Linked DNA regions of Mus musculus: all the other regions are linked to region 1. The links are chromatin contacts, called in public HiChIP or PLAC-seq maps. All regions are on one chromosome and are shown on one strand. Each heading gives the region's core, a stretch centred on a gene start, on an enhancer-like site or on the middle of the called end of the contact. The rest is flanking DNA. Distances are from core to core; before and after follow the strand shown. Region 1 overlaps Gm30632 (a long non-coding RNA gene). Region 2 overlaps Asap1 (ArfGAP with SH3 domain, ankyrin repeat and PH domain1). Region 3 overlaps Asap1 (ArfGAP with SH3 domain, ankyrin repeat and PH domain1).

Evidence for each region. HiChIP or PLAC-seq counts read pairs in DNA pulled down with a chosen protein or histone mark.
Region 2: a contact with region 1 is called in a FOXA1 HiChIP or PLAC-seq map of pancreatic cancer cells. The contact joins two enhancer-like sites. A contact is called at or near these places in 4 of 115 datasets of contacts at active chromatin or transcription factors (cardiomyocytes, double positive thymocytes, fibro-adipogenic progenitors and 1 more).
Region 3: a FOXA1 HiChIP or PLAC-seq map of pancreatic cancer cells shows a contact between it and region 1. The contact joins two enhancer-like sites. A contact is called at or near these places in 1 of 484 Hi-C or Micro-C datasets (uterus) and 2 of 115 datasets of contacts at active chromatin or transcription factors (fibro-adipogenic progenitors and pancreatic cancer cells).

What each region holds. Positions count from the first base shown.
Region 1 is chr15:64,540,666-64,545,396 of GRCm38.p6, forward strand. All of the region lies in intron 1 of Gm30632 (a long non-coding RNA gene), which reads left to right. Among named protein-coding and RNA genes, the nearest start is that of Gm30632, 9.0 kb to the left of the region's middle. Within about 2 kb of position 2,441, at least 46 of the 459 cell types and tissues checked have an H3K27ac peak or open chromatin away from gene starts, as enhancers often do. A contact at or near this core is called in fibro-adipogenic progenitors and pancreatic cancer cells, where this site is marked.
Region 2 is chr15:64,221,527-64,226,257 of GRCm38.p6, forward strand. All of the region lies in intron 3 of Asap1 (ArfGAP with SH3 domain, ankyrin repeat and PH domain1), which reads right to left. Among named protein-coding and RNA genes, the nearest start is that of 1700010G06Rik, 90 kb to the right of the region's middle. Within about 2 kb of position 2,060, at least 85 of the 459 cell types and tissues checked have an H3K27ac peak or open chromatin away from gene starts, as enhancers often do. A contact at or near this core is called in fibro-adipogenic progenitors and pancreatic cancer cells, where this site is marked.
Region 3 is chr15:64,244,452-64,249,182 of GRCm38.p6, forward strand. The region is part of intron 3 of Asap1 (ArfGAP with SH3 domain, ankyrin repeat and PH domain1); the gene reads right to left. Among named protein-coding and RNA genes, the nearest start is that of 1700010G06Rik, 67 kb to the right of the region's middle. Within about 2 kb of position 2,135, at least 33 of the 459 cell types and tissues checked have an H3K27ac peak or open chromatin away from gene starts, as enhancers often do. A contact at or near this core is called in pancreatic cancer cells, where this site is marked.

The DNA.
Region 1 (4,731 bases), core at 1,191-3,690:
CTTTTCTTTCTCCCAGCATGAGATTCCTGGGGGGAATTTCCAGGTACTTGAAGACCAGTGTGTCTGAGTATTACATAGTCTTACAGTCAAGGGGGGAAGGGCACAAGTACATCTCTTTAAATCATCTTTGCTCCACCTGGAGGACAATGAATCTGCTTTTTGCAGTCCTGTCCCCCTGCTTTTGATTTCTGTGATCACTGGTTGAAGTATGCTCAGTGTAGGACCATATGCCTTTTGCACACATTGTTGCCTTCAGTTCCTTCATCAAGGGCTCAGTGGACTTGCCAAGGGCCAAAGCTAGGAAGTAGAAGGAATGGAGTTTGAACCAAGACTGTACTCTTACCTCTGTACAGACTTGCTTCCTGGGGCACAGCTTAGCCAATCCTCATTTCTGTGCTGAACCAGTGTGCTACAAGGTTGAATGAGGCTGAGGTGTCTGACAGATGGGCGTGGCAATTCCAGGGAGCTGTGAGAGGCCCTTGGATCTTTCATTCAAGGCCCCTCATCTCCCACTGTTTGTTCTTCTCTCCACCTCTCTGACCAGGAGAGAAGAGTTTAAAATTACAACTTAGGCAAATTTAAAACACTGAATTAGTTGGCTATAGCACCCAGATTTTCTTGTGGAATAAGAGGCCAGAAAGAATGATGGACACTTAGCTAAGTCTAATTTCACATTGGTTGTTGCATTTATTGCCCCTCTATGACGACTGCTACATCATCATCCTAATCACCAAAACTTCCCATCAGCATCATCTCAGCCTCCTCACACATATCAGGATCTCCAGTCATTTATCAGCCAGTACCAGGACATATATGTCTGTTTTTACTGGCACAGCCATCCATTCCATCCCTTCACGACCACTCAGACCATCCTAGACACTTCTGCTATATGACCATCATATACTCTCTCCAGCAGTAGCAGTGGCAGCAGCAGGAGCAGCAGCTCACCATGGCAACTACCAACATTGTCATCATTCACTACCTACCACGCCCGTCATATATCTTCTATTGCCTTGGAAAATCCATTCTGAAAACATTACCACCTTGTTCATACATTTATGTATGAAGCTCAGATATTGTTTTAGTCCCAGCATGGCTTTTGCTGTCTATTTCCCATTCTCTTATTCACTGTTTGTGTCCCAGAGCTCTGTCCACCCCAAGCTAGAGGCCCTCTTCTGCCTTGTCTTATTTCTGGATCTGTATACATCCTCCAAGATGGAATTTCTTTTTTCTTTTTTTCCCGTCCTGAATAATCTGGCTATTCCCCTGTAGCTAAGGAACTGAGTGTCTCTTGAGACCCTGGGGGCTGTTAGGCTTTTTACCCGGCAGCAACAACCTCATATGGCAGACTTTATCATTAATGATACCTTTGAGTATTTTATACATGCCAGCTTCTCATTCACCCGAGGAGGGAGGCAGGGAACCAGATGACCAAGCATTCTTTCTAGTTCCTATATCATAATTATCACTTGCTGAGGGAGCTGGTATGAGATGACTTTAGCTGATTTACAGAACTATTTTCTGGTATGGGCTGCTAGCTCGTTGCTGAGGCAGAGGGAAGATTCAGTGGCAAGGTGCCCTTTCTATCTTGCTACTTCTAGAAGCAGCAGCTTCTGCTTTCGAGTCAAAGCCTGGTGGCCTCTGGGGGGCCAGACAAAAACTTATATGCTTTTCAAAGCATGAGTCATTGGTCTTTTTTGTGACTGTCCTCTGTTTTAAGAACATGGTAATTACTGAATCTGGGAGCACAGCTGTCCTTGGGGTGTGTATCAAACCATCTGGTCCCCACGATGTTCCCAAGTTACTTTCGTACCCAGTGGGCTTTTGTTTCTACCTTGTGAATTCACCTGATCACCACATCGACTGCCTGCTCATTGTCCTCTGTTGTGTCTTTGGCATGTTTCCTCTTATTGTTTGATGGCCTAGACAGCCCTGCCTGATGTTCCTGAGGTCACTGCATTAGGCAATATCCCAGGAACAATGATCATAGTGATATTTTTAGAGAAGGCCATGTGAGGCGATGGAAATTGTACGCAGTGTTCAGTATCCATGCCTGTGATTCAGATTTGGGCTCATCCACTCATGCGCAGGCTAAGTGACCTGAGTCTGAAGGGCCTCAATTTCCCATGAGACCATCTAACATAATGGCACCACCCGAAGAGTTATGGTGATTAAATGAAACAACAGAGCATTTGATTTAGAGCAATTCATAGCACTTACTAGATCCCTCTTTTTTTTTTAAAGCCAATTTAGTTCCTACTCCTCTTGAGCTTTCATTATAGCATCTTGATTGGAGAGAATTAAAATGCAGTTGAGATTGCTTTCCTGAGAAACCAAGGGACAATATTTCTCAAGCAATTATCTCCAAAGGAGAGCTAACCTGGGAAGAAGGATATTTACATAAGAGGTGACTCAGTCTCTGGGTGATTTATGTCTCCTGTATACACCATGCTGGGAGGGGGTTGCAGACATGGTCTCTACCCTCTATGCAGCTCTCTTTATAGTTGTGTCCACCTGATATTTTGCACATATCCATCAGTGCTGTCAGAATGAAGGGGCAAAAGAACTAAGCAGCTCCAACCCATCATTCATTGTTGGTGAACCAAAACTGCCTATGGTATCTCGGAGGTCTAGGTTGAATTCTTTTCATGTTCCTAGCTGGTTTTCCAATATTGACAGGTCTGTTCTCTTACTAAACCCCAGTTTCTTTGTCTACAAATAGATGTAGGAAATCTTACTCATCTTCAAGATGATTTAAGTGTGAAGGGAGGAAAGATCTGAACCCCAGTTGCTTCATAATGAAGAGTGAATTGCAGCATAAAATGGAAAAGACCAAAGCAGGACTCAGATATAGTTTTGTGGTCTATTACTAAAACAATTAGAAGCATTTTATGGTGCTTGTTGCCTTCCTCATTAGACTGGTTTCTTTCATATATCACATGTATAGGGTTTCTCATGACCTACCTCTGTCATCTTGGATTAGACCCTTCAGGCTAATATGATTGCTTCTGGGTCAACCCCTATAACCACTTGATTTTTCTTCCCACTCTGAAGCTAGGACTAGTGCCACTCAAAGCCTCTGCTAGGCTGTGAGGGAGGTATGAAAGCTGAGATAATGTTGGGAAGACAAATACCATACTACTCAGAGAAGCATTTTTAAGGATCAAGGAACTGCCATGATAATACTTTAGCTGGAGGTTTTTAAACATTGACCCAGGCAGGCAGAAATTCAACTTCACAAGTAGAACTAGCTATCCCTCCTAATACATACCAAATCTCATTCCCAATGCACTTCTCAGATTTCTCATTCTATTATCTACTTCCTGCCTGTCATTATTATTAATTTATATGGCTGGATCAATAATGGTTCTCCTTCCTCACTCGTTTTCTAACCACCAGATCTGCAACTGTTACTTACATAGATGGTAAAAAGACTTCAAATATTAGCCTAAAGATTTACAGATTATGTAGGTAGATTACAGATAATGTAATCACAGAATCCTCCTAAGAGTGATATGGAGGAGGTGAAAGATGGTGAGATCAGGGGTTGGAGTGCTGGGATTTGAAGATGGTGGAATACAAGTCAAGAAACACATACTAAACACTACAGAGGGGAAAGAAATCAATTCTATCTGCTCACAGCCTCCAGAAGAAGGCAATCTTGCTAATACCTTTAGTCCAATAATGTGAATTCCAGACTTCCAGTTTGTAAAACATATGACAATGGATGTGTATTGCTTTAAGCTGCGACTATTATTATTATTATTATTATTATTATTATTATTATTGTGATAATTTGTCATAGTACCAATAGGATAGTTATACAATATAAAAATAAGAGCTACCCTATGTCGAGCCAGCTGCTCAGCTAAGTGCTTTTGTATTATTTCACAGAACTCTCACAATGACAGTTGGTGTCTGTGGTTGTTAGTATTCTGTGTCAATGGACCAGATTGAGATTTGTGAGACATACTCTTTCACTTACAGAAAGAAAATCTTGTGGGATAGAGGTCCCTCGATCTAATAAAAGAGAAAAGGAGACAACCAACCAAATACCAGCATTGACTTTCTCTGCTTCCTCATCCACCATGGCTTCACAACAATCGCAAACTGACCCCTGACTCCACCCGGAACCTGAGCCCAAACAAACCCTTTCTGTCTAACGTTGAGTCTGTCAAGTGTTTTGTCACAATTTAATGGTAATTGTTGCCATTAAAGCTTAATTCATTCATGCTCAAACAGAATAAAAATGATGTGCCATGTTTTTCTGAACACACATTCTTCAGACGAAGGCTGTCTAATGTGTACAGACATCTGAGGGCAGAGACAGAAACTGCCACTTACCGATCTATGCTGTCTGCTCAGAGAACATTTCCCTGTTCCTTTCCTCACCTCTTGGCAACCTTGTGTCTGTCTGGGGCTTCCTCAATAGACCAGATTCCCACTGTTCTGAGCAGATCTCCATCCTTATGCCTGGCTCTGTACTGTCCCATGACCATCCTTTTCTCTTTCGTCTCAGCTAGTAAACAGTATCTCCTCCATCCCATCTCAATAGTCTCAAATTTAAAGCATCCACCGAGATCTTCTAGTCCCTGTGGCTGGCTGTTTTACTGGATTGGGACTCTTGTTAAAGGTGGTGTAATCAGGGAAGTTGTCTTAGGTAGGGTTCCTATTGCTGTCAAGAAACATCATGACTGGAAACATGACCAGGAAAGGGTTTATTTCGGTTTA
Region 2 (4,731 bases), core at 810-3,309, 320 kb before region 1:
GAAGAAAGCTTCAACTGACCAGTGGGCATGTCTGTGGGATAGTACTGACTCATACTATGAGTAGCACCATTCTTGGGCAGCCCACTGTGGCTGACATCACTCTTGGGCAGGTAGTCTCTGGCTGTATAAGAAAATAAGCTGCCGGGCAGTGGTGGCGCACACTTTTAATCCCAGCACTTGGGAGGCAGAGGCAGGCGGATTTCTGAGTTCGAGGCTAGCCTGGTCTACAGAGTGAGTTCCAGGACAGCCAGCCAGGGCTACACAAGAGAAACCCTGTCTCAAAAAGCTCAAAAAATAAAACAAACAAACAAACAAACAACCCTGAGCCTGCAAATGGTGTTCTGTCAAGATTTCTTACCCTGAATTCTCTGAATGATGCACCGTAACCTTAAAGCATAAGCCAAATAAAGCTCTTAGTCATAATTTATCCAGCAGAGGAAGGAAAGCAGAGCAGTGTGTGGTGTTGACTTATCCCCTCTGAGGGGATTTTCCAGCAGGTGTATGTTCTGTGCTACCCCCACCTCATCAAGCCACTCTACTCGGACTATGCAGCTCCTAGACAAGGAGCTTTGGCCAGCTGGTCTTTGTACTCAATGAAGCTCATTATCCTCTGTGTTAACCAGGATTCAGTTGAAATGGAAAAACTCCAATTTCCAAAAGCCAAAGGTTAGCCTCATTTTTATAGTACTATAGAGCTAGAAGAACCCTACATGTGGATGATATAGCCTAATTTTCATATTTATTTAACCAAAAGCAAAACTCCAAGCCCTGAGAATATAAACAACTTGCCCAAGTCCAGAGTTTGACAGTCTAGTACAGAGACTAAACAGAGAGCTGCCTCTTACTCATGGGGGTTTCTATGAGGAGGATATGAAGGTGACTCCAGGCTCCAATGGCCTATGAGGGCATTTGGTTCCTCAGAAGCTCAGTAAATGGGAAGGCAGATCCTGAGATAACCCCAAGTGCTTGGGAAACATGGGCCAATCAGGCCTCTGGGAGGATACAAGCTCCAGAGGCAAGTTTGGAAAGTACTAGAGAAAGAACATGGTGGGAGGCTTGGAGGAGCCTGGGGGATCTCTAACGGTGAGAGAGGTTGAGATGAGATCATGGGTGGGGAGAGCCATATGGACTTTGGTGTGGTTAAGTTGGAATCTGATAGCCCTCCAGGTACAAGTGCCCCTGGGAAATTTATGTGCAGTTCCTGCTCTTAAAGAACCTGAGGCAAGAGTGCAGTAAGTGTGAGGCCAGACTGGGCTAACAGCAAGTTTCTGTTCCTAAATCCAACCAGCCTAATGTGGTGATGTTTGCCCATATGGAAGGACGCCAAGTCAACGATAAGGGGGGACCTGAAGGGCCCAAGAGTATAGTCACAGGATCTCATCTTAACTGAAATTGCTGACACTTGACCTCTATTCCTAGTAACTAACACACTCTTATAACTGTATGTCTAGAATAAATGCTTATAGGATGAGTAAAATGAATATGCTTAGCAGCCAGAAAAGGTCATATGAACTGTATTCTTTCAAAAATTCAAATAGGAGTAACTTCAAAGCACTATAAACCATCATGATTTTCTTTTAATACTCAGCATGTAAAGAAAAATGTATTTTATACTCTTTCTAGAGCTGCTAAATAAAACAATACATGTGGGGTGTTAGATATACTAAACAAAACGTTGGTGTGGTCCTTTTCAGTAGACACTTAGGATAAAAATCAATCCTTTATTGAATAAGGAACTCACTGATGTTAATCAGAAGCCCTAGTTCTACAAGTATCTATAATATTTAAACTAGAAGAACGTCCCACTTTCTATGATCCACACTGGAATGAAGGACATCAAAAAGTCTGAAAAGACTTACAATAAGCACTGAAAACTGTTCCCCTTCCAAATTTTAGGCAAACAGCTCCAGAAACACAACTTTATCTTCAGATACATTATTAAGTGTTTTGCTTTTTTTTTTTTTTTTTTATTTTAGCAGAAGAATAAACACAGGCTTGTTCCAAGGCCCTGACCACAGGATTTCCTTAAATGATACACTAATGAAAAATGCAAACCAGTGGAAGGCCTGACTCACCGCACCAGAGACTGCTACATTCCAAACAAAGATCTGCTTCGTATCAAGGGAGAACTAGCTCCACAAACAACAAGTTTCCCTTACCCACTTGTCTTGCGAATATTTCTGCTTTTCCGTAACATGGAATCAAAGGACAAGACTCCTATCCCCAGTGATAGATGTGTGAATAGGAATAGCTCCTAAATCATTTACTTGTGTATAGTGCTTGATTCCAATTACTCTGAAGCTGAAGATGAGATCCAGGGTAGCCAGGGGCTATACTTTTTCCTCTAGCTGCACTGCTAAAATCACCAGGGGAGACAGGCTGATCCAGCAACCTAGAGATGTCTATCTGGCTGCAGAAGCGGGACAAGCTGGCCTATCAGGTCCCACTGCAGGAGTTAGAAAGAAGGGGTGGGACAAGTGATGCACAAGAAGCCACCACTGGTGTTGAACAACTACTGAGGAAGAAACACCACTATGAGCAAGAAACAAAGAAAAGAAAAGAAGAGAAAAGAAAAGAAAAGAAACAGATACAAGTCCATGTCAGACAGCAAAGAAAAAATAAATACAAGAAAGGGACCACAAGAAGGTGGGTCAGGAGGTGGGAAAGCCAACAGCTGTCCTTCTGAGGGAGCTGATCTGAGCCTCTGCTAGCTCAGGCGTGCTAAGTGAAATGGCCTTCCTTAACTCATGCACAACTTACACATCCCTATAAAGTGAGGCACACTGACCCATGAGGGCAAAGAATTATTAAAAAATAAGATCAAGGCACACAGCCTAGCTAGTTCTGCTGACCTTCTTTAGTAAGCTCCTTGAGGTTCACTACAATGACTGATTTTGAGGGCTTCCTATGAGCTTGGCACAGAGAAACACTAAGGAGGCAGGCACTCTTAATTATTGCACAGAGGAGGAATCTGAGGTGTAAAGGTGTTGAGTGGCTTGTCTTAAGGTCACGTCCTGATAAATGTGATCCACGCGAGCTTTTCTCACTCTGCTGCTCTGTGTTGAAGGCAGCGGCAGTTATGAGAGACCCTGTGAGAACTGATGAGAAGGAACAGCATAACTGGAAAGCGGAAAGAATTCTTAACCATGATGGGAACGTGGCATGGTATGAAGGCCAACAAAGAAAGTGTATGAACGGCCTACCTCCAGACAGGGGACTTGAAACATCAGAGTTGGAAACATTACAGATTCAGATCAGAAATGGTAAGCAGGCAGCATGTCACACAGAGAGAGCAGGGGAGGGATAAAGCACAGACACTCTTTCACCTCTTTTACAGTTCACCTGGGAGGAACACGTCACTAGGGTCTAGCCACGATCCTGTGATCCCCGGCACTCAGGCCAGACAGACATTGGCGCAGCCTTCACTCATCAGTCTACAAATGGTACTGGTGTAGCCAAGTAGCTGAGAGGCAGTATGGCTCCTGTCACCATCTCTAAAGACCTGGCCCAAGCACTGCCTCTCAACATGCCAATCTGTTTAGTTTGCACAACAATCGTACAAACTACTTTACAAAAATAACTGTCCTCCTGTAGTTACTCAGAGATTCATTATATCATACTTTATCTTGTCTCACTTCATGTCAGAAATCTAAGCACCGACTCAAGCTAACTAACATGTTTATCACCCGTCCCTGGAACATGAACACAAGATGGGAAGTAAAATGCTTCCCTGCCTGAAACGCAGGACAAGGCAGTGCTAGTGCACATCCAAGCCATGAAGACAGCAAAGTGCTAACAACACTATACTACTCAGAAGGCTCTACACGTCCTGCTTGGCTGGGCAGGGCAGGGCAAAGGTGACTGAGAAGACGGGCGTTCCACCTGGCCTCAGAAAATAAAGAGCCAGAGCACAAGGAAAGAATCAAACGGTCAGAATATCCAGAGCACCAGTAGTTTAAGCCTAAGGAAAATCAGAATATGATGACAATTTCTCTGAAGAAGAATGCTAAGCAGCTTACTCAACTCAAAACAGTAGGTAAATGGGGAGCTGGGCATCAAGCCCAGGCCATCCACCTCGGGAGTTAGGGTCTCAACTATGGTTGAGAACATACAGTGAAGAGCTTCCTCGACCTAACTCTTATGAGGCAGTGAGTCAGAGCGGTACCTCCACCTTCCTTCACGGGACAGTCAGCTATGATTGCCACCTTTCCTTCTTGGTAGTACTTCACGTGGAGTCTGTTAAAAAGGACATCGAGTGAGGCCTGTCTAGATAAACTCAGGAGCCACCAGCGCAGAGATGGCTAAAGCAACTAGAGAGCGGAGCATTCTATAGCGATGGTTCTTACGGACAGCTGTGCCATACACTGCTGACCAAGCAACTGCCAGCATCAGATAGCAGCATAGAGTTGGCACTCCACAATTCCTATCTTAGCATCTTCCTTCTGGGAATGCATGCCAAGGAAATTGCTCAGTTGGAAAAAAAAAGGCTAATGACTCAGAAGTGAATTAGAACAGTGATGGTTATTAGCCAAAATTTAGGCAATCTCCAGAGAGAAGATTACACAGAAATGGTTTGGGACAGTGACAAACAGTTCCATACAGTTATATTATGCTACTCGAAAAACTAACAGAAGACTGCAAACCCATAAAACAGTATAAAGCAAGAAGGCAAAGGCCACTGTTTAAAACTAGAAAAAAGAAAGACTTAAAAATCGTAACTAAAAATAGTTG
Region 3 (4,731 bases), core at 885-3,384, 300 kb before region 1:
AGCATAAGAAACTCCCATTGCCCTCTCTATTGGCACAATGCTGGATGTTTAAATACCTACAGCACACAAAGAAGAAAGAAAACAAATGAGCAGCTCATAGTTACTGAATGTACATCTAGCAATAATGCTGCAATGTCTTAGGAAGCAGAGATGACTAAAACAGATCTTCACAGCCACTAATGTTCTCTGCTTCCCTACATAAGCACCAGACAGACCGTCAGCTAACAGTTCATCTGTACTGACTCATGTTACATGCCTCAATCACAGTGAACGAGATGTAGGCATTTTGCAGACGATTAAATGAAATGAAAAAAAGCAACACTTCATTCATATACATGCATATACATATATATGTATAACACACACACTGTTACTGTAACTAAAGTCGTCCCTCCATCAGTCATCAACAGTGAGGATAACATTAGTCCATAGCCATAATGAACTGGCTTTTGCCCATGTGACAGTTCTGTGACTTGGAACTAATTGTCAACAGGCTCACAAGATTTTCAGAGTACCACTATAAAGCATGCAGTAATGTCCCAGTTACCTCCTCTGTATCATACAATGAAGTGTCCCTAAACACCATCCTTGGCCATGCATCACATACAAGCATCAAGTGTGATACAAGGCAAGACGAGCTGGACAGGTCAGGTTCTACTCCTCAGCTTCTCAGCTGTGTGGTGACACGTAACTCAGTATATGCACAGATAGCAGCAGCAGCCTTCATGTGGGGCTTGGGAAGGTGACAGAAGACAAGTCTAAGTTCTCCTCTATTTTGGGGCCACTGCTTTGATTCTGCTGTGGAAAGAACAACTGCCACAGAAATTTCATTTGATAGAACAGAATTTTGGTCGATGGAACAGAAAATTACCCAAACAAGTGTTCAGTCAGATAAAGGCCAACTCCACAAGTTACTTAAAGTCACATTCTAATTACTGAGACAAATTACAAGTGGTTCCTTGGTTTAACTGGGGAGAGAACAGAAGCTATTAAATGATCATGGATGAAACGCTAGAAGTTAAAAGGATGAGCAAGGTCAATTCTCAAGAGTGTGGGCAGAGGTTAGCACCTGAAAGAGCCTTTTTACAATGGTAAGACAAGGATGACAAAAACAGTTACTATGAAGTTCATGTTATAAAATATCTGGCAAAAAAAACAAACACACAATTAGCAGAGGGGTCAGCTACACATTAGCCATGGGAAGGCTAACTACTCAATAGGCTTTGTACCAAGCTACAAATGACCACCACAAGATAGAATTCATGTAAGGCTCTAATTCTGTGGCCACTGGTTTCAAAAAGGCCTCTAAAAACACTGTGAAAGATGGCACTATAGATAGATAGATAGATAGATAGATAAGAGAATATATGTGTTTATGTGTATATATAATAATCATAATCATAATAATTCCATTAACCATATTTCATGGAAGTATCAGGAACATTTGTGCACCAAACTCACACTGTGCTACACTTTAAAGATAAATTTACTAAGTTTAGAAACTAGCACATATTAAATAGAAAAAAAATCCATCCAATCAAAGAGATTGTTAGATTCCTCTGTGTGTGTATGAGAGAGAGAGAGAGAGAGAGAGAGAGAGAGAGAGAGAGAATATGCCACACTGTTGCCATCTGAAATCCCAGCCTTGTAGACTTTACTGGAAGCTGAACATTCTTCAAACCTGCTAGAGCATTACTCACTGCTTTGCAGAAACGCAGACCTGCCAATACCAACTTCTTCCTGCTTCCTTGGAGTCACAAGGAAGAAGGCTCTTAGAAGTAGAGGTTTACCTGGTAGAGGTCCAGATAAAGTGGAGTATGTCCCTGGGCGATTCTATTCGTAACAGTTATCCTGATCCCTGTGACAATCTTTCTGAGTAGAAGCAAGGGAAGAGAACAGGACACCTAATATCCAACCCACTATTCATTTTACTCAGCAAAGTTCTCAGAGAGTTGGCTGGGATGGGAACAGAGATGTGCATGCCTGTGCTTTCAAACTGCTGTCTCAACATCCTACTTTTCCTTCTCCCCGCTGTTGCTGCTACATCTCTTTTGTTGTGGGCTGAGATGCAGCTAGTTGTTATCAGTCCTATGACAGCTCAGCTCAGCTGGCCTACCTAGGAAGCAGCACAGACCTGATTCATTCTGGCTCCCCCAACACTGCCCCTGTTGTTTGTCTGTTTGAATCACGCATATCCGGGCTTAACACCGAGTGACTGACTACACAATCAGTTTAAGAAGAAAAACTGTGACATTTCCCAGGCGGCTAAACTTTGCTCTCACATACTCACAACCTCCCTTTGCCCCAGGCCCCTGTAACTGTCTCGGGCTGAAGTCCTTCCCCTAGCCTCTGGCTCTTACTATCCCACCATACTGTACAGTACAGTACCTTTCAAGGTTAACTGACTAGGTTAGAGAAAACACTAAGAATTCGTACCTGTCACTCGGGAGGATAGAAACAAAGACTGCTCCCCCCACCCCCCAGCCACCCCTGGACCTAAAAATCTCAAGGGACTGACACAGTGTAAATGATGACAGCCATCTGTGAGCAAACACATTCCACCTAAAAAACTACCGTAGAGAAAGAAAGAGCAATTATCTATAGAAATGGCTACTACTATTCTCACCTATGTGCTAGATTTGAAAACACCCATTCTTTCTCATCTACAGCCCACTCAGTGTGACTGCTCCTGTTACTGGTGAAATGACTGGGGCCATGTAGCAGAGCTCCTCTGGGTCCTAGCTGCTGGGCTATAATCTATAGATAAACTGCGGGTAACCTGCTAACACAGTCAAACTATCCTCTACAAGTTCCCAGTTCTGCTGCTCAGTTGCATCCATTAAGTTGCATGTAGAGGTGAATTTAGGTTCTGGGCCCACTATAAAGAGATAAAACTCAAAGAGAGCTGCAAGACAGCACACACACGTTCTTTCTGGAGGAACCCGTAATCAACATGAAGAGAGGGCACACTCAAGATGAGCCTTGACTTAGGTAGCTGGCACTTGTTACCCAATCATCTAACTGCGGCTGACAAAGACTAACTGGGAAAGTATAACTGGGAAAAATGGCAGACTGTACAGTTAGCTAAATGGGCCAATGAGGACACTGATTAGATAATTCAAAGAACCACTGAACTAGGAACTGAGACATGTGGGAGAGTAAGCAAATATTCCTATTTCTGCATGGCTATGACATCACTGCTAAAATGTGAGGTTTCTTAAGCCATCACTTTGTTGTAAGGATGCTGGGCCCTTAAATAAATGTCAGAGAGCTGGTGAATGAGTACAGGTCAACGGTTCTCAACCTTCCCAGTGCTGTAGCCATTTAATACAGTGCCTCCTCATGTTAAGGTGACCCCCAACCATAATATTATTTTGTTGCTACTTCATAACAGCAATTTTGCTACTGTTATGAATTGTAACATAAATATTTGATATTCAGGATATACAATGCATGAGCCATAGGGGGTTGTGACCCTCAGGTTGAGAACTGCTGGTATAGATGGCTATGCATACCCAAACCGGTGCTTTACAACCCAGGGCCTGGCAGCCATGAGAACCTAATGCAGACAGCTGCATTCATCAATGTTTTGACTAGTAGGAAGACCCCAAATGACAGAAAAATACCTCCTTGTCTTTTTTATTATTTTCTCTATTTACATTTCAAATGTTATCCCCTTTCCTAGTCTCCCCTCCAAAAATCCCCTATCCCCTCCCACCTCCCTCTGCTCACCAACCCACTCACTCCCGCTTCCTGGCCCTGGCATTCCCCTACACTGGGGCATAGAACCTTCACAGGACTAAGGGCCACTCCTCCCATTGATGGCCGACTAGGCCATTCTCTGCTACATATGCAGCTGGAGCCATGAGTCCCACCATGTGTTTTCTTTGATTTAGTCCCAGGAAGTTCTGGGGGTACTGGTCAGTTCATATCGTTGTTCCTCCTATGGGGCTGCAAACTCCTTCAGCTACTTGGGTACTTTCTCTAGCTCCTTCACTGGGGACCCTATGCTCCGAAAAGACCTCCTTTTCAAGGACCAAACATAATTTCTTTTCTAGGAAAGCAGCTATGAGCTAAGCATTTCTTACATAAATTTACTTAAAACATCACATTACATTATCTTGTTTTTCCCCTGACAACTCGACTGTGCTGTTCTAAGTGTGAGCTCTGTAGACAGCAATGTTCTGCAGTGATGCCAAAGGGTTAGGCACTCCTGGAAGCATGTTACCTTTCACATTATGTCGATCTTTTCAACTCATTCTCCATGCTATAGTTAGAACAGTATGTCTACAAAGCAAAGTAGAACATGCCAATCCCTGGTTTAAATTCTAAGGGGCTTGCTTTTCTGTTGCTCTGAGGTTAAAGCCCTGCTGTCCTTCCAGGGTTGTTAAAATCCCCTCGCCTCAGCAGCCTTAGCTACAACACCTCTTACCTTCTCGAAAGAGAGGTTCTCCACTACCTCTAATCTGAGCCCAAGATAAGATATCCCTTCCTCTGGTGAGTCTCCTCTGGTACAAGAGTCAAGGCTGGGTACCCTGCCCTGGCCTCTCAGACTGACCTCTGCCGTGAGTCCATCATGGCACGGATCATGCCCCACTGTAAATCACTAACCATATGCCTGCTCCTCCTATCAGAATGGTTGCAAAGCAGAAATCATGTGCCTTTACTTTGGGACATCCCAGTACCTGGCAGCTTACAAAGCACAACCTACGTCCTTTAGAAACATAGACA